Linked DNA regions of Mus musculus: region 1 is linked to region 2. The links are chromatin contacts, called in public HiChIP or PLAC-seq maps. All regions are on one chromosome and are shown on one strand. The core of a region is the stretch at or near the end of the contact, and the rest is flanking DNA. Distances in the headings are between cores, read along the strand shown.

Region 1 (6,048 bases), core at 2,906-5,405, 300 kb before region 2:
TACAAACCTGCATTGCTCTCTCAGTGCTACAGGGTCCCAAGCCTGTGACTCCTCTCAGTGAGGCTCTTTGCAGTTTTGGTACACTAGTTTTTGCTCTTTCTAAGATCATGAGGTGTGGATGAGAAAATGGACTCATCTCTGGGATCCACTAGGTGTCGCTCGGTCTTTATATAATCAAAGTGTCTGTCCTGAGACTCTGGTACAACCAGTCAGGCAGAGGCAAACTTCACATCAGGAAGTGCAGGCTTAGATTCCCTGGGATGGAAAGCTGGCTACACAGCACGGTCGTGCATAGTGCAAGGCCAATTTAAAATATACATTTCTGATTACATTAAGTTATATGTATATTGTCTGATCCTGTGTGTCTATCTATCGTGAGTATTCCATACATGGAAAAATGTCTGGAATAAATGTTACTTTTGAACAAAATTAAAAATAAAACAAAACTAAGAATCAAGTCAACTTTCGCCCAAACAGGAGTAAGACTGGCTATTCTGCCTCTACCTGTACAGGCTGGTAGGCTTACAACATAGGGTGGTATATGGTAATACCTTCCGGAAAGTCCTGTCATGCCTTTTGCTTTTGTAGATTTAAGGCAAATCAGACACAAGGCATACAGCTTGCTTTTAGCTCAGCTGGTAATCTGTTAAGTCTCTCTCTCTCTCTCTCCCTCTCTCTCTCTCTTGTGTGTGCATGTGTATGTATGTATGTGTGTATACAGTTCAAAAAAAATGGGAAAGTAAAAACAGGTGTCCCCCTTGGTTCCCTTGCAAATTTCCAGAGGGCTCTTAACATCCTATGGTAATGAGCTGTGATTTGCCTTAATCTAATGTGCCCCAAGTTTTTGGACCACAGACTAATACTCACTTACAACCTTTATAAAAACGAACAGAGGAAGGTTTGTAGGAAATAGTCTGAACCATACACACAAGGCATGAACCAATGATATTAATCCCAGTTATGATATTTCTTAATCCACTGGTACCACGTAAGTGTATTAGGTTAAAACATGGGCACTAAGCATTATAGTTCTCGCTATTAAAAAAAAAAGAAAAAGAAAAAGGAAATAGAAGAGAATTAAGCTGTGGTTGAGCAATGAGTGCTGGTCTACTGTCAGTGACAGGGTATCTTTAAGTCAATGGCCAATGACCTCCAAACAGAAGAATGCCATCTGCTTAGCTCCTTTCTGTCCAGAGGCACATGATGAAGAGACCCATTCTCCCTCCCACGTATGCGGAGATTCTTAGATAGTCACGCCTTACCTGAAAGCATTCTCGGTTTGTTTAAGTTTGTGGGTCATGAATTCTCCATTCTGCGCCTTCACTTCTGTAAATCCTTTCTTTCTATCCAAGAAGCTCTTGACTTCTTCTTTGGGCTCTTTGTCCTTTTTAATCTTCTCATCTTTGATCTAACCAAGGATACATATCAAGAAGAGAGATAACTATAAACATCGTACTAGGTTTTAGCTGTTTTTAATGACTTTTAAGGAAGTCATTAGATTTGAGGTAGAGCAACCATCCAGAACATGATATAGAAACAAAATCAAGAAGATCAATAGAGAGTAAGTCATGGCTCTTTGGCCTGTGAGACAGACTTAGACTGTAACGTTAGAAAGTCAAGATCCTCTGCTGATCTCACTGGGGTTTTCATTTGTGGGGGCAGCACTGTTGCTGTTTTTAGAAGCTATCTAGTCCTGGGAACTCCACCTAAGATTAGTTGCTTGCAGTTCCCACTAGGAAGAACACTTACAGGTCATTTTGATGGAAGAGTGGCAATGTAGCTTGGCCAAGTTTCTTCTTAGCTAAAGGGAGCATCTTTGATCAAAGCCTAATAAGGAAGAAGTAAGAGGAAAGCCAGCAGGTGGTCCAGATCTGCCATTTCTGGTGCTTTGGTCAAATTTGAATGGTGTCCCAAGGAGGTAATAAAACCTAACTTTTAGAACCGTGTCTGAAGCCACATAAATCACTAAAATTAGCAGGGGACAGGGATAGTTCTAGTGTACACACTGATTGATATCCATTGGCAGGAAAGATTTAGACCTCCAGAAGTGGGTTTGTGATCATTGCAGATAACAGAAGAAAGGCTATCTGGAGGGAAAGTGGACCTAAGTATTTTTGTGGTTGTTGTGTGGTAAATTCTTCGTGGTAGATAAGACACATTATTTCAAAATGGCTTTTGAGATGGGCAGAGAGTTCAGATTACTATCTCATCCATTCTTAAAACATGAGCAGGAGAGAGTGACCGCCACTGTTCTGAGATAGTCGTAAAGAGCTAGTGCTCAGCAGAAATATTTGGAAGAGGAAAGGTAGACCATGAGAAAACAAGGCTTCTAGGATGTCCATAACTGTCTCTCTTTACCTGACCACTCATTGCTTTCCAGCGACTCTTGACACCCTCTGGACATTTACTCCTAAAAGGCATGTTTTACAAGGTAGAATGGCAGTGTTACGGACTACCTTTTATAGCCCTTTGCCTGATAATCTTCCTTAAATGGTATTAAATCACCATGGATGGACTACTCACCAACACTGCTCCAGTGAGTTAAGACTTTGATTTCCCTACAAGGCGGGATATACATGGGTGTCCATGTATACTAAGGGACATGTGGGCAGTCTACTCATATTCTCAGGCAAAGCTTTCTTAGAAGCATTCTTAATGTAATCATGATGACTTGCGTTTGTCTGAAAGTTATTTTCTCCTTTGGATGCTAAAGAGGGGGAGCTGCAATGCTGCCGCCATGTCCTCTCTGGCAGATTTGTCTTCGACCAAGGAGGCCGTTTGATTCTAGGGCTGTTACCAACCCAGTTTCTCTGGGAATCTCATCAAGATATAGTGAGATGAAGTGATCACTTTCCACATCCCACCATCTTATTGTCCTCTTGGCCCCTGGATGATTATGAGTGAGAGAAGGAGGCTTGGGCCCTGTAGAGCAGTGTAGAGAGTAGAATGCTTGGTGGCTGTCCTTGCCCTTTAGAACATATTGGTAGTCACTGAAAAGGCAGGAGGAGACAGTCTAGTTTCATTTTGGCCTGTCACTGTTGGATAGAGTCCTAGACACCATGGCCTAGAGTTCACACCCTGGTTAATATGTATCTGGGAATACAAATATAGAGGTGAGGGGAGATATTCCCAGGATACCCATGAAACAAATTCTGAGTCAAGTCTTACAGTTTATGGTGGCAACTGCTTAGGTAAATTTCTTTTAACTCACTTCTTTTATTTTGAAGTCAGAAATATTTTCATTTCCCCAAAAGGTATTATCAGATTTACTGGCCAAAAAAAAAAAAAAAAAAAAACAAAACAAAAAAAAAAAAAAGACAAAACAAAACCTTAAAATAGCTTTGTAAAAGCATTAGATGTCTATGAGAAGAAGAGTCTCCCACTCTACTTGTTGGGAAGGGTTTTGGTGGGTGGTCTCCTCATATTCTCAGGGGGAAAACTTTCTTAGAAACATTCTTAATGTAATAATGATGACTAGCGTTGGACTGAAAGTTATTTTCTCCTGAGAAATAAATAAAAGACTCCAGGGGATCCTTAAATTTTAGTTTAAAGAGTAGAGTGGATTAGATTCTATGGCAAATTCATGGCAAGCCCACAGCCTTCTGAGTCGCTGGGAACTAGATCTCTTAGGTATCTTGGAATGTTACCACCAAGAAAGATCTCTGCGGAAAGGTCACTGGGTGGTCACAAGTGTTGAAAGAGCAAGCAGGTCTCTTCATTCACAGATAACATGGCTGTACTTTAAACAGCCTCTAGATTCTTAGATGTTTGGATGAGACTCCGTTTAGCTGGGCTACTTAGTGGTAGAAAGCATGAGCATATGGGGGTGTGGGAACTTAGGAGGCGTGACCTTAAGCTGGAGAGAACTCAGGAGCCCAAGGGAACACATGGACCCGCCTGAGACGGGAGTCTCTGAGTCATGCTACTCTGCACGACAAAGTTCCAGAATAACAGCAAGACTTGGATGTCAGTTGCAGGCCTTCATGAGCTTCAGATCCCCAAATCCTCATCTGGATCCCTGCTCTACCCCACACATGTCCTCCTGGCTCCTTGCTCCTGAAATTTGGCTCATGGACAACTTAGACCTTCAGCAGAGAGCTTAGACTCCAGCTTAAAGCGCCTGAGTCATTCTTTAACCAAATTCCTGGATGCACATGCATGCTATGGTCACACTGTCTGTTCAGGACATGTGGGCCTGGGTGACAGGAATATTAGATTCGAAGTCACAAAAGACCCTGTGACTGACTCTCTCTCTCTCTCTCTCTCTCCCTCTCTCTCTCTCTCTCTCTCTTTGTTAAAAGCCAAGAAAACAAAACCAAATAGAAGAACTGAAAAGAGACAGCTTGTAATGGAAGAGGAGAGACAGAAACTTAACTATGTCTCAGAGTCAGAGATCATCTGCACTCCATGGCTGCCACAGAGCTCAGCTGCGGTGGAGGAATACAGGGGATTTGTTTATTTGTTTGTGTTTTAAAGCACTGGAGGGACTTTGGGAAATGCTTCCCTTAGCAGGGCAGAGGAATGTTTGTGTTCACTTTCGATTGGCCTAGCTGCTTATGTTGTATGGATCCCTAATCCTGCCAGGAAAGGTTTCTGCTTGCTTTTGTGATAAAAGAAAGAAGAAAGGAAAGGAAGGAAGGAAAGGAAAAAAGGAAAGAACAAACAAAAGGAAGAAAGGAAGAAAGAGGAGAGGAGAAGAGAGGAGAGGAAGGAAAGAAAGAAAAAAGGAAGGGAAAGAAGGAAAGAAAGAAAAGAAATGAAGGGAGGGCATAATAGGAAAGGGTTATTCAAAATGTCTGAATCATGCTAAATGATTTTAAATTGCCTATATAACACGCCAGTCCAGCTAGTTGGGAAGGGAGAACTCTATCCATTCAGTCGCAGTTTATCTATATACAATGATAAGATCTTAAAATTGATCTTTTGAAAAGGCTGATTGGAGGTGATTATCTAGCCTGGTATAAAAAAGGAGCCGGAAGTTCTGAGCCCTGGAATGTGCTGTTCGGCAAACTGGGAAAGGGACACTGGGAAAGGGACTGGAAAGCAGCTATTCCCTGGGGTGTCTGACTGATACCATGGACTTTCCCTTATCTGAGAAGAGGCAGAGGGATGACTGAGGATGAGCCTCCTCTGACTCAGATGGAGGCGTGGGATGCTTTGGCCATTAAAAGTGAATCACTCTCTGGCCTAAATGAACTTTCACATCAGCAGAGGGTATTTACTGAAGCCCTCTGCCCACATTTCACCACTGAGTTGCAGATCTCACGCTTTCTTCCCGTGTCTGACACTATTTGAGTTTGGTTCTGAGACAGCTTTGTCGTACAGATGGACCTTTACACAGTCCAGGGTGTTCAGCCGTCTCCTTAGCTGCCTGGTAGAGCTAAATTCAGTTTCCGGGTCATCAGTATTTGCATCTCCTCCCTCCTTCAGATAGCCAGGGCTCACGGTCAAACCACACATTCTACTAAAGTCGAGAGGAACGTAAGTCTTCAAGTAAATATACAGGGTCTTATGTGACTCTTACAAAGCCACCTAAGGGAACCACCCATATGCTACTTAATATGGCCCTCTATTTTCTAAACATGGAATTTTCCTACAGCTCTGGATTTTCTTAATGGATGCTCTAACAGAGACCTGTAGTGGGATTCCATTTGGGCCAGTACCCAATGGCTACCGATTGTTTCATCAGTCTCTTGGGAAACATAATTCAGGCATTTCTATGTCTCCTGGTTCTGTGTCACCACATCCAACGGTTTGAACTTACTGGATGACATGGCAGTTTGTAGTGTCACCCGAGGCTAGCATAGGCAGGCTGGTTAGAACCAGGAGAGGCTTTCTGCCCTGGCACTGTATGCTGGATTGCTATGGCACCTGTGTGTAGAAGCCTCCCTTACTTACCTAAGAGCATCCTGGTACCTGCTCCCCTGTGTGTGTGCCTCATTAATGCAATGATGTGGCCAGGCTTTGCTTTTGAGAATCATACATCATCGTCTTCGGCTCACCAAAATTTCTACTGAGATTTAGGTTGGGGTGGGGGTGTGCTTTTTC
Region 2 (6,938 bases), core at 1,612-4,111:
TTTTGATTTCCCTCATTTGGAGTGAAAGGGTTAATTTTGCTGATGAAGAATGGCTGATACCAGGCCACAGGTGTGAACTGATAAATTATTAGAGTCCCATCATCTACTCCCACCCCACCCCCAAACATTAACAACTAAAGTACGCTGGAAGATTTGAGATGATAAACTTAGGCTGATTCGCTTGGTGATGCTTTCCACATTAAGTCAAGAAGAGTATTGCAGAACTGAAGCAGTGTCGGGGTTGTGTGGCTCGGAATCTGCTCGCACTAACAGCCCCGGGTCGAGACCCAGAAGACTCAGCTTGATGTTGTTCAATAGCCTCCCTAGCAATACACGGCTTCCAGTGTTTTTAACTTTAATTGCATCAGTGTCTTCTAGTGCCACGCCACTGTCTCGGGGTCTTTCCAGAGACAATTCTGAGGTTACCCATGGTATCCCACGTGGATAACGACTGGTTGAGGCCCAGATTTTGTGAATATCCATTTGGGGGGAACTCAGTTCAAAGACTTCAGTGATTTCTCTGTAGCCAATTTCCTTTTAAACTTAACTCTCCTTTTTCTCTCCTCCTTTTCCAGCAAGGGTTAAGAAATGTGTGCTGAATGTCCTTATTCCACACAGATCCTCTGCTGCCTCCTTTGTCTTGGGATCTTGACCTCTGTGGAGTGTGTTACTTAAGTTTCTTTCTACTCTAGCTTGTAGGACAAGAGAATTGTCTGGATAGTCACTCCAACCTACCCTGTCTCACTCTGATTCTGATAGCAGCGTTATCTATTGCTGGTCTTCCTTCCTGGCTCTGCTTACCCAAGCTCTGGCAACTGTTTTCTCCTCTGTTCTTTTCCTCGGAGTTATGGGGTTGGAAAGGAGAAACGGTGACGAACTCTGAAGACCAGATGGCACCAGCCCTTACATTTCAGCATAAATCAGTGTAAACAGAGGAAGAGGAAGGAAAATGCCCTGGGGTTGTGGGATCAAATGAGAAAACTTCAGTTTGGAATGGTCTCAGGTGTTTAGAAAGTCCTGTTAGGGAGGCACAACGCTCAGCATAAGCTCAGATTCAAATCCTCCTCCAGGCAAAGAGTTTATTAAAACAGAGCAAGACTCTGAGGTAAAAACTTTAACCTGTTCAGGGAAAATAAAATATGCTATTTAAGGTCCCTAATGATGGTACAGGGAAGGGAGAATCTTTTGCCACTGGAACTGGGTCCAAAGTTAGCTCCTCTAAACCAAATAGCCTAACTAAACTAAAAAGTTTCTTTTAAAATATATATTAAGCTGTTATAAGGATTACTTCAGCCTGAAGTCCGTATACTTCTGGATATGGTGTGCATCAGGAAGAATAGTGGGGCCGGTTATTCTTCAATGTGACAGTACTCACTACACGAATGTCTGTTGGTCTGTTTTTAGGCTTTGCTCTCTGGAAGGGTCCATTCTGGGAGGTTTGTATGTCAGGAGTTATAGGCTGGGCATGTCACAAGCTTCTGCCTATGTGACATGACAGAAGCTCTTGGTCAACAAAATGGGAAGATGGGAATCTTATGTGATGGGTGCTATGTGAAATCATGTGACGCTCTTGGGCCACCTTGCTGGGGAGCTCCTTTAGTGCAGACATCCGTAGCTGTGCAGCATCTGGTTTGCATTGTGAGTCTCCGGCAGATTTTGATGTAGAGACAGTGACAATGGCCAGGGAGAGGATGAGTCATGTGTTTCTTACTCCTTTATAAGTCTGAGTTTAGCCTGAATCACAAAAAAGGGGGTCTCCAGCTCGTCCCCCATGGTTTTAGCCCCATGGGAACACATGAGTCTACCTCCCCCAAACTTCTTCCAGTGTTTCTACCCACAGCTCCTGTTTACTGGAACTTTTACATCTCCCACAGAGCATGCTTGCATAGAAGCCTAGCTGCTTGGAACAGAAATCTAATTTTGTTTGAATACCGCTAAGGATTCATGCTGAATATTTCTAAATACAAAATATGCGTGATATAACCCCAGTGAAACACGATGAAAAGGGACCATTGAATAAAGTGCAGAACAAGAGCACCCGAGGGAACACCATCTTCTGTGGAAGCTTCACTCCCTGCATTGACTGGATAGGGGCAGTGTGGCTCAGTGTGATTCTCTGGTGATGAATTCTGGGAAGCTTTTGCTAAGCTGACTTCAAATAGGGAGTACCCACCTGTCACGTGTTCAAGGAGCTGGTGATCCAAGGGATGTCATTGCCATTTCTTTCTGCAGGGAAGAGGCTCTTCTTATCACAATGGCAAAGCATTAAACTCCCGACTCAGATGACGTAAGCTGCACTAATTTCTATGCCATTTTGTTTCTTTGTCAAATCTGAATAACCTGTAATCTCAAATAGAAGAAATTCAATCACTGCAGTTTCATGTTTTATAAAAAAAAAAAAAAATCAAGGGTGCTTGCTGTAGATTCTTGCTATAACTTTCCTTGGCTTATATGAAAGGTGTGGAGCTGGATTCTAAGCTAAGGGCTAGTGATTCACAAGTCAGGATGACTCCTTCAATGTTTCAGGTAGAAATAAGCCATGATAGAATTTAGGAAATTCTTTAATAGAAATTCACAGTTCTGTAAGAAAAAAAAAAACAAAAGACACTATAATTAATGCCTTGCTTGCATGAACAAAGCAGCAGATCTTGGGACAAGTCTTGAAGGATAAGCAGGGGCTCCCTAGGGAGGCTGAGGGCACCAAGGCAGACACTAGAATCAAGCAAGCATCCGTGACTAGAAGCATGACAGTGTGGTGTTGGCTGCTGACTCTTCTCATTCCAGATGAGACGAGTCAAGAGCCCAGAGACATCCAGATGTGTGGGAGGTTGCCTTCCTCCAGGACAGAATTAGCCCCGACTTACTGTAAGCTAGGTGTCAGGGCTGCAGAGCCAGACTGGCTGAGTAAGCCATAGGGATACGACTTCCTGGAGAACAAAATATTTATAAATACTTTCATGGAAATTGGACAATGGACTCAAAATAACCGCAGGGTTCCCAGGCTGTCGCTGTGTGTGGCTTCTGGAGGAGTCATGGGGTTCTAGGGGGACCCTACGGGAAATGTCATAAGGTCTCAGGAACTTCAGATGGTGCCAGTCTCTTTTTCTAACCTTAAGAAAACTTCCTAGTGCATTTCCCCAACCACTTTCTTTACACTTTACTCTTGAAGTATGAGTTTCCTCCCTGTCTCAGCTTCTAGGACTACCACAGTAAATTACCACAAACTTATGACTCACAACAACAGAAGTTTATTCTCAGTTGAATAAGACACAATCTGAAATCAAGTAGTCAACAGGGTTGTTTATTTGGGGAGTGCCAGCCTCCTAGCCTCTGGAAGTGACTTGCAAAGTTGGTCCTTGAAGAAACAGCACTCTAATCTCTACCTCTATCCTCAAGTTGCCTTTTGATGGCCGTAAATCTCCTTTCTCTTATAAAGAGTCCAGTCAGTGGGGTTTGGACCTACCCTCAATCTAGGATCATCTAATATCCCAATTGTTAATTTAGTCAATCTGCAATGACCTTATTCCCAAATAAGCTTACATGCAGACCTGTTCTTAATACTTGAAATTTGAGATTGTGATCTTTGGAAAAATACTTCTTACCAGATTCCTATATGTCTTCCTGGAGAAAAATTACATGCTGGAAGCTGTTAGGTAGTAGTGTGCTAAAGTATATACAATGTAGGTTATATTGAATTCACCTTTATTCTAAGTCAGAGATGGAGAAAGAAATACCCATAAGGACTTATCTTACTTTAAACTTAGAACCACTGAGCTCCAATGAGCCCTTGGTGCTTCTTGGTCATCGTTCTCCACGTTCCCTTTGTCCCAGTCTTGGATGGTTGTCTCCTTCTGTCTCCTCCGTCTTCCAGAAGTCCATCCTCTCCATTACCAGATATCATGCATAACACCTCAGAAGGGAATTCTTGAAAACTCTAGCATGTGTCTTTGTTCTGGAGGGGCCCTATATGTCAGGTGCCGATGACCACAGTATTCACCTTTGTGAATAAGCCATCCTATAGTAGATAGGGTTTCTGGCCTGGAAGATGGAGTAGAGGTAGCATAAACTTAGTATGTGGACTTGAACAGGCATTTGGAAAGATCTTTCTTTTTTATGGTAAAAATATCTAATAATAAGCCTTAGACTATATATTAGGCAACTTTGTACCAACTGAATGGTACAAACATTTTAGCAGTATGTTCAATAAAGACCATAATTGGAAAATAGAGCTTCCTGTAAGAAGATAGGTACTGCAATGAAGCAGGATAGTAATGTGCCAAAGTCTATCATGGAGACAATGAATCCAACAAGATGGAATTTACTGATTATGAAAAGTCCTTTACTTGGTCTGTTTTTAAAAAATGGAAAAAACCCACTCAGAATTTCTTTTGGCTTGAAGATTAAAACAAGTTAACAGCAAGCTGTGGCCGCTAACCCAAAGCAGACCAAGCAAAGCAAACAAAACCCCAAAGAAATGTAGCCTGAAAGAGCAGAACTGTCGGTCTGGATATGGAGCTTGTTTATAGAGGGCTTGTCTAGACGCACAAGACCCTGGGTTCAGTCCCCAGGATTGTACAAAGTTAGGGGTGTCTCATGCTAGCTGTTCTGGCACCAGATTAAACTGCTCTGAAAGCTCACTACAAGAAGACTCTATTCCTTTTATAGAGAAATATTCAATAAGAATACTAAAATATCAGTGATCCATGCCTAAAGCTTTAGTGAACAAAGCTGTACTGCTTTCCCAGCTGAAAGCCTGCAATTCTCTGAGATTCTCACAAACAAGAGTGTTTCCTTGTTAACAGGAAAATCATATGTTGTAGCTCCCTTCGGAAAAGCTTCATATAGTAGCGATTCCATTGACCTTGGGACCGTCACCCTAAGAGATGACTTATTGAAAAAGAGCAAGTTTCTTAACAACCATTTGAAACTTAATTTCAGAAGCCACAAAATCATATATATGTGTGTATATATACATAGATAATATGTCTTACTGTAAAGACACATAGCCATCATATGTGAGATATCCACACCCACATTTGCAGTGTGTACCACCCTTTCCCGAAGTGCCTCTCATATGCTTAAATCTATGTTAGAACTCCTCCTTTCCCCCCTTTTGAAGCTGGCTGGCACACACACAGGTAGTGTACCTAAAGATGGCCTTGAACTTCTGATATTACTACCTCTACTCTCTGAGCATTGGGAATGCTGGCACATACCACACACACAGTTCATGCAGCACCCGGGGATCAAATCCAGGACTTCTTGCATGCTTTCTAGGCTGTTCGGAGTGGAGGGAGCCCTGAGTGTGTGAAGTCCTTAGTGAATATGTGCTGTTGACCTGGGCACAGCCACAGGAGGCTCATGGGAAGAAGAAAAGCCGTCCTTTCTGGTCCGGGTGTGAATGCTGACAGTGTGCTCAGAAAATATCCACCACAGCTTTATCCTCCCACCCCTCCCAGATGGTTACATCCTGAATTCTGCTCCCTACAGAGCCTGCTCCTACTGAGATTAGCTAAACCTGTCTCCTTGATCCAGATGTATACTATAACCTCTGCCTTCTTGTCAATCTGAATGTGATATAAACTGCCTCCTGGTTCAGCTGTATAGAATACACACTCTTAACTTCTGGGGTGTTGCTGTGACTCCAGCAGAGAGCCTAGTCCACCTGAGACCCAGATTTTGTGTTGTCTTTCTTCGTTCCCTCGATGCCCCCGATTAGGTCTGTCCCTGGAGCCATGTAAGGCCATGGCACTAGGCAAACAACCTGCCAACCTAACCACATGCCCAGCCCCAATCTATCAGGCAAGTTCAATTCTGTTTTGCACAGACTCACCCTGAAATTCTTTTCTGCAGCAAAGTCAACAGGAAAGGAGGAAAATTATTTGATACAAGAAAAACAGATCTGAGGAGCTGAAAGAAATTTTCACTTAGAAATCTCAACAATGGAGGAGTAGTAAGTGGGAATAGTATCAAAGGAATGACTTTAAAGTTCTGTAGCCTCGTCTGAATAGAAAGCTCTGGAAAGACTCCTTGGGCTGCTGGCAACGCCGTGGTGCTGAGTTTCTCACGCCCACTGACACCCATGGCTGGCAGAAATATAGTCCAAGGATTGAAAGAAGTCTCGAGAAATCGTCTTGCTTTTGGGAAGTAAAGAAGGGAATTCCTCCAAGCTGACCAAAGACTTACAAGGTCAAGGACAAAGTAGCCAGGAAGCAAATGTTTATCAACTCCAAATTTCCTGAGAGAAGTCTGAGGAAGAACAGCTCACAGTGACTTAAGAGCTCCGAGAGGAGGGAGGACTCCTGAAGGGACAGGCCTAGAAGCAAAGGAAGTCCCTTGCCCAGAACAAGGGCTCTATATTCATAGGACATGACCCTTTTAAGATGTTGCATTTTAAAGGTGGGTGGAAAAAAAGACAGCAGATTTCTCCAAATGATTTCAGGGGATCCTCTGTGGTGTGGACTGCATGGACCACAGATTCAGAATTCCTGAATGGAAATCTCGCTTGGAAAAAGTTCTCAGGGACTCTAAACAGTTGGGAAGCTGAGAAGGACACTGCTTCGATGTGTCAGTTTTAAGCAACAAGTAGATAGCAACATCCAAGTGTTTCCCTGGCCTACAAGCACATACAGGCCATTGAAGTACCAGGTGCAGGAAATTGCTCAGTGAAGATGCTCCGGAACAGTCTTTGTAAGCTTGAAAACAGCTGCCTGACTTGAGAAAGCCAAGTATTTGAAACTGTCTAGTTTAAAAGTTAAGCCACTCAGTTCAAGTTGTTCTCTTGACTGCATGCATCCTAACAGTCACCATTTAACTTCAGACACTCAAGGGGGTTACACAGGTCATTGCAGAGAATTATAGCATCGCATCCAGACTCCAACAAGGCTGCTATTTACTACTCCTAAGCAGACTACAGTGAGAGAGGAGAGAAAGCAGCA

Evidence for each region. HiChIP or PLAC-seq counts read pairs in DNA pulled down with a chosen protein or histone mark.
Region 1: an H3K27ac HiChIP or PLAC-seq map of a colorectal cancer cell line shows a contact between it and region 2, with 6 times the contacts expected there. The contact joins two enhancer-like sites. A contact is called at or near these places in 1 of 15 datasets of contacts at CTCF or cohesin (the NIH/3T3 cell line), 12 of 484 Hi-C or Micro-C datasets (the Ba/F3 cell line, the G1E-ER4 cell line, the HPC-7 cell line and 6 more), 4 of 115 datasets of contacts at active chromatin or transcription factors (a colorectal cancer cell line, embryonic stem cells and extraembryonic endoderm stem cells) and 2 of 9 other capture datasets (adipose tissue and pancreatic islet).

What each region holds. Positions count from the first base shown.
Region 1 is chr6:34,748,803-34,754,850 of GRCm38.p6, reverse strand. It overlaps Cald1 (caldesmon 1), which reads right to left. Exons shown (of 14, transcript NM_001347100.1): 6 at 1,263-1,408. Among named protein-coding and RNA genes, the nearest start is that of Gm38787, 19 kb to the right of the region's middle. Within about 2 kb of position 4,155, at least 70 of the 459 cell types and tissues checked have an H3K27ac peak or open chromatin away from gene starts, as enhancers often do. A contact at or near this core is called in the NIH/3T3 cell line and a colorectal cancer cell line, where this site is marked.
Region 2 is chr6:34,449,429-34,456,366 of GRCm38.p6, reverse strand. No RefSeq gene overlaps it. Among named protein-coding and RNA genes, the nearest start is that of Bpgm, 23 kb to the left of the region's middle. Within about 2 kb of position 2,861, at least 32 of the 459 cell types and tissues checked have an H3K27ac peak or open chromatin away from gene starts, as enhancers often do. A contact at or near this core is called in the NIH/3T3 cell line and a colorectal cancer cell line, where this site is marked.